Linked DNA regions of Siniperca chuatsi: region 2 is linked to region 1. The links are chromatin contacts, called in public Hi-C maps. All regions are on one chromosome and are shown on one strand. Each heading gives the region's core, a stretch centred on a gene start, on an enhancer-like site or on the middle of the called end of the contact. The rest is flanking DNA. Distances are from core to core; before and after follow the strand shown. Region 1 overlaps usp43b (ubiquitin carboxyl-terminal hydrolase 43). Region 2 holds the start of usp43b (ubiquitin carboxyl-terminal hydrolase 43).

Region 1 (3,017 bases), core at 510-3,009:
GTGAGCATCAAGCCAGCCACTGCTGAAATGAAGATGTCAAGTGATGTCAGTAGAAGGAAAAATGGCTGTCAGAGAGGCCGTGTTTTTTGTTTTTGAATCGCATCTTTGCTGAAGTTAAAATTAGACAGTAGCGGAAAAATCCACTTGTGAGTGTAATTCATTGATGCAAGAAAACTACAGATTCTGCTCAGATAAAAGATTTAGAGCAAACATCTGCTCTGAGCGTTGCTCCTTTCTTGGCAGAGGTAAGATCCAGCAAAGTGATTATACTGTACAAGCCTGGTTTTAATTACAAGGCTGACAGCGTGGGGCACAAAGGAGAATACAGATCTCCAACAGAGTTACTGAAAACGTTGCACCTGACTCTTCTCATCCTCTCTCTCCTGACACTTCTTAAAGAACACTGACTTATGTGCAGCAAGTTGGTCAACAGTTTTCTTGTACAACCCATGCTCTATATGGCTCTTTATTGCTCTTTGTGTGTGTCAGCTGGATCCACGAAGGGAGAGCCACTGATTGGAAATCTGTTTGGCTACGTGATTAACAGCATGCTACTGCACACAATCAGATGCTGAAACACAGGCAAGTATACAGTACAAGCAAGTGAGCAAGCAGATACAAGCAAGAAGATGGAATTGGCTTGAGTGAAGTAAATAATTGATCTAACAGTGACATACAGCAGGGGTGCATCTAAGCAAGCTAAGCTGTTTGCATTGGCATCATTACATCCCATGTTTTCCAGTAGTCACACCAGCAGTAGCCACGCATGGAAGACCGGCAGGCCAAATACTCACCTTCTGACCCAATCAAGTCTCATTAGCACTCACTGCCCTATAGCCTGTCACAGCAATATATATGCAAATATATTATAATGTTCATTGTGAGAATGGAATCAGGGCGGTACCTAAAGATATGAAAATATTAAAAGGTCCAATCTGTAACTTGGCCATATAAATTAAAGGTTTATTAACATATAAAATGGAATAATCTGACAAATTATGGAAAATTAGTATTTTGTGTAACTTTAGGCTTAACAAAGGTTTTCCAGCATCACAATGTAATAACTGCATTTGCATAATTGCAATAATTATTAATATTTTGTCACTGCAGTTCAGGGGAGAGAAAGATGAATTTCTGAATATAAAGTCTTTTTAGACTCAATTATGAGATTATTGTGACTAAAAAGTATAGTGTCTACTGTATTAGTATAAACATCTGCACAGTGTTAATTCGTATTTAGTAAATTAAACACTCAGTACTGCATTTTGCTGGGGCTGACCCTTTTGTTTGCATTTGGATCGCTGATTGTACTGATTGGCTTCACACACACATGCTCATTATCATTCAACTTAATATGAAGTGCTTTCTTGTAAGTGTAGTGTTATTCACCTATTTTAAAGTCCTTATTCATTTGCAGTTTCGATTACCGTTTCCATCCTGTGTACATTTAGGAAAGAACTCCTTATTAACATCCCAAGACTGAAGTCTGTTACACAGCCTTCACTGAAAAGAGCTTTGACCTCCTGAGAAAGCACAATATTTACTCTTAATACTGACAGTAAAGAGGGCAGAGGGCTACTGCAGCCAGAGACTGGCACGGAAACAGGCCAATAATACTATTGTTGGGAAATAAGAGGACAACATGTTCTCTGGACAAACATGACCGTGCCACAGAGTCACTGATGTGGTTTTAAACAGGGCTCTCCAAAAAGAGAAGCAGCTTTGTCCACAATCTATCCATTTATTAATACACAAACCAGGAAACAAATGGCCTGGATGACAGGACAGAACAGCCATATACTAAGTGTCTCTGTCTGTCTTTGACTGTAAGTGTCTCTCTGTGTATCAGTGAGCGAGTATCCCAAACCAGTTAACCTGACTCTGGTCTGGTGCTCCAGTGGGTGCAGCGAGAGGAAACCAATTCCTCTCTGCCTCCAGCTGGCACTCTGAGCTCCCCCACCTGTACCACACCGCGCCATTGTGTGGGCATGCTTTGCTCTGTCCAGAGCCAATAAACCTGTTTTGGAACAGGTGCGCCAGCTGGCACGGCAGGAGGAACCATGTCCCCTCTCTGCCTCCAGCTGGTGCTCAAAACAAACCCGCCCACACGACACGGCTATTAAATCTAAGTTTTACAAGCATCATGGACCAATTTCTATTGACTTATTACAGGGCTGTACTGTAACTTTACCCCAAGGGTAATAATAATAATAATAATACTAAATAATAATAATAATAAATAATAAACTCTAGCTGATGTTGTGGCGGTTTGCAGAATGTATAGTATATGTCCAGGTTGGAATGAATACTTTTGTCCTTATAGCACATGACATGTCTTTTTTCACTGCATTAACTTGCAGATCCTTTGAGTTGTGTTTCATATCAATTTTTGTCCCTTGACTGGATGTCACCAGATGACAGGCACGGTTTAATCCGAGGACAATGGTTCAAGCATCTGCTATGCTAAAGAGTCTGTATGTGAGTCAATGAATCCTTACCAGCTCCTGGCACTGTGTTTTGATAAAACCCTTAAGTGGGGGCAAGGAAAAAAAAAACTGAATTTCCTTACATGGATCAATTATCACATTATTATTATTAGCTGTCTAGTACCTGTGCCTGGGCTCCATTGATCATCAGGTAATAAAGCTTGCTGAGGATGCTCTGCTGCAGCTGGTCCCAGGAAATAGACCGGTCCTCCCTCATTAGGAATGGAGGTCCAAACCTTGAACAGGAATAAATAAAAGTTAAAATGACAGCTCACAACGCTCTTACTCAACCACTCCACGTTAGCCCCGACCGGCTCACACGTCTCCTTATCCTATTGTAATGTAAATAATAATTTATTAACGTTATCAGCATTAGAGCAGAATTTTCATTACAGCATATCTATAGAAGGACAGCGAGAGATAATAAGGAGTGAAAATAGCTTATGAGGAGAGGGACAACCATCCCTCTGAAATGATAGATCACATGTCACATTAATGATAATACACATTTAATTGAGGGCAGGCCTCCAT
Region 2 (2,986 bases), core at 132-2,631, 53 kb after region 1:
GGAAAACACTGAAGTCACAGGGCAAAGCGCTGCGTGCTTGTTAGTGCATGTGGGAGAATGATTGCTATACTATTGGCAATTTTAGCAAATGATGTATGGCTTGTGACCCCCCCCCCCCCTTTTTTTCTTTTTGTCTGAACATTACATGCAGACTACTTCATAGTGGTGTTTATGGCATACTGTGCGCATAACATGTGATTATGTTTGGCTAAACACAAAGCTTCCTCTGCACTTAAGGTAAGGAACTAATGATGTAAGAGTATTTAGTTAATGATAACCACTGAAGCTGCAACACTGGCCTCACCTTTTTAACATTACCAGGCCCTTCTCTGTGCTATTAAGTATACTGAGCTCATATCCACCTGTAGACTGTGGGGTTTTTTTTTTTTTGGCTGATATGGTGTACTTTGGGTACCTTGAAGTCCACAGACAGCTGTGGGGTGTACTCCAGAGTCCACAGAGCCCTGACCAGGGATGCCAACTGCTCCGTGACTTCTCCCCTGGCAAGCCGCGTCTCATCACTTCTCACCAGCCCGTTTATTCTGGTTTGACTCAGGTCCAGCTTGTATCGCTCCAAACCCAGGTACTCTGCGAGCAGGTCGGTGTTGCTCAAACACTGGACGGCGGCGTTCATGAAACAGGTGTTCCCGTGGTTCTTCAGCCCCAGAACCCCTGGGATTTTGTCTCCGTATTGGTGAAGGAGTTTTTCTCTGCCGGTGCACAGAGAAGAAGACGTGCTCGAAGTGTTCTTCACCACGCGATCCCAAGCCACCTGTACATCCTCTTTGACGATTCCCGAGCTGGCGCTGAGGGTGCAAGGTGCGCCATTCCGAAATCCCCCATCGTCGTCCTCCGCGTCATGCACGTCAGCGTCTCCAAAGTGGGTGAAAGTGCCCAAAGTTTTGATGATTCTGTTCATAAAACTCCCCACAGACTTCAGCGATTTCTTTCGGAAAAGCTTCCCAGATTTCGGCTTCTTCTCTTTGCGCTTCTCCCCCTTCGATGTCGACATTTCCTCCTTGCCTCTGCTCTGCCTCTCCATGACGGCGCCTCTACTCCCCTGCGCGTCTATTCTGAGACTGATAACTGTGCAAATTCCGAGGCCGGTGTGTCACTTCTCCGCCAGTGTCCCCTGTCCGGATAGCAGAGGGGACACCATCGCGGAGCCAGGAGGCGCAACGGCACGCTGTTATTCCACCCTGCGCTGCTGACGGGGAACCTTCCTCATCCATCCCAGCACTTACTGAACGCGCTCATTATTACTGTGATCCCGCTGTCACGAGCAGCATCTCGTCGTGCCCGGCACAGCTCGAGCCGCTCCGCCGTCCAGCTGCAGCACTGAGCGCTTCCCCTCCCATCGCTCCCAACTTCGCCTGGGGAGAAAAAAAAAGGCTTGCGATTGTGGGACTGCCCCCCCCCCCCTCCCCCATCCACTTTCCAGCACACTGAGGACATAAGAGAGCAGTGTACGGCTTGGGTTCATGTGCTCAGCGCTGAAAACGAATCAGACACAGAAATGCTTTTCTTTTACTTTCCATCAGTAGTGTCAAATACTCCATACAAGTATAAGTCCTCCATTCAGAAATGGTATCAGCAGAATGTATTAAAGTATCACAAGTAACCGCAGGCTACTCAAAATGCAGTAAAATGGCCTCTATGATAATAAAATGACATATTATTATGACATTATTAGATTATTAATACTGATGCATCAAAGCATATCTAACATTTTGCTGTTGTAGCTTTAACTCCATTATATACAGTTAGGTAGTTCAGTCTAGTGGTTCCCAATTTCAGGGTTGGGCCCCTTTAAAGGGACACAAGATGAATCTGAGGGACTGTGAGATGATTAATGGAAGGAAGAATAACAGAAGTTCTGCAACACAGATGTAAATGTTTTGTGACCTTTCTCTAATATTTTTTTTTTGTGAAATATTGGATTACTTTTCCTGTGTAGGCTCAAAGATTTGTTTAAATGAAACCATATTTAGAGAAGTTTAGAGGGGAAGTACCTCAAAACTGTGCTTAGTACAATACAGTACCTGAATAACTGTACATGTACACGATGTTGACTCCTTCACTGCTTTCCACAGATCAGTAGGGTGAATGATATACTCACTAACTGTATCACAGACAAACTTTTAGGACATTTATTGGCCATTACCAAAAAGTTTGATGTTATAAGTTACTGCCATTTCATGTTAGAGCACCACATATCTTTGGTACCTGTACTATTAGAAGCTAAATACATATAAAGGGATGGATACTGTTACAATAATGTTTTTCATACAGTTCAACTGTGAATGTTTAGTTTGGTTTGGTCAAGTTTGTATTCGTACCACCAGTGGCAGAAGCTAGACATTTCAACCATTTATCCATTACTTTTAGCTTATTATTTAGGCTTGCTTGCTTTCTAACTAGTTTTCACACACTCTCAGTCGCAACCCGTGGTGTTCAGGTGTTACCACTGACTCAATATAAATATTGTATATTGTATAATTTTAGTGATGCAGAAGCTGTTGTACATGCTATTATCTCCTCACGCCTCGATTATTGTAACAGCCTGCTCACTTGTCTTAATCAAAAAACTTTGACACAACTGCACACTGTACAGAACTTTAACCAAGAAGCGCGACCGCATACCACCTGTTTCAGCCTCTTTACATTGGCTCCCTGTTGGTTTTAAGATTGATTTTAAGATCTTGTTGATTACTTTTAAGGCTCTCCATGGCCTGGCTCCAGACTATATTTTAGACCTTGTAATCCCTTATGAACCTTCACGTAGTTTGAGATCTTCGGGCAGGGGTCTCCTGTCTGTTCCTGAGTCCAGGATGGAAACTAAGGGGTACAGAGCTTTTGCTATCAGGGCCCCGAGGCTCTGGAACAACCTGCCCGAAGAAATTAGGTCGTCTGACTCAGTGTCTTCGTTTAGATCTCTTATCAAAACACATTTTTATCGGAAAGCAGATCCTGATTTTACCTGAAC

Evidence for each region. A called contact is a pair of places that touch in the nucleus more often than the background predicts.
Region 2: a Hi-C map of liver shows a contact between it and region 1, with 4 times the contacts expected there. The contact joins the promoter of usp43b here to the enhancer-like site in region 1. A contact is called at or near these places in 3 of 3 Hi-C or Micro-C datasets (liver, skeletal muscle and an unstated tissue).

The regions. Positions count from the first base shown.
Region 1 is chrLG21:17,484,897-17,487,913 of ASM2008510v1, forward strand. It overlaps usp43b (ubiquitin carboxyl-terminal hydrolase 43), which reads right to left. Exons shown (of 17, transcript XR_006376314.1): 8 at 2,611-2,722. Among protein-coding and RNA genes, the nearest start is that of mchr1b, 24 kb to the left of the region's middle. Within about 2 kb of position 1,760, the one cell type or tissue checked has an H3K27ac peak away from gene starts, as active enhancers do. A contact at or near this core is called in liver, where this site is marked.
Region 2 is chrLG21:17,537,822-17,540,807 of ASM2008510v1, forward strand. It overlaps usp43b (ubiquitin carboxyl-terminal hydrolase 43), which reads right to left and starts at 1,382. Exons shown (of 17, transcript XR_006376314.1): 1 at 416-1,382.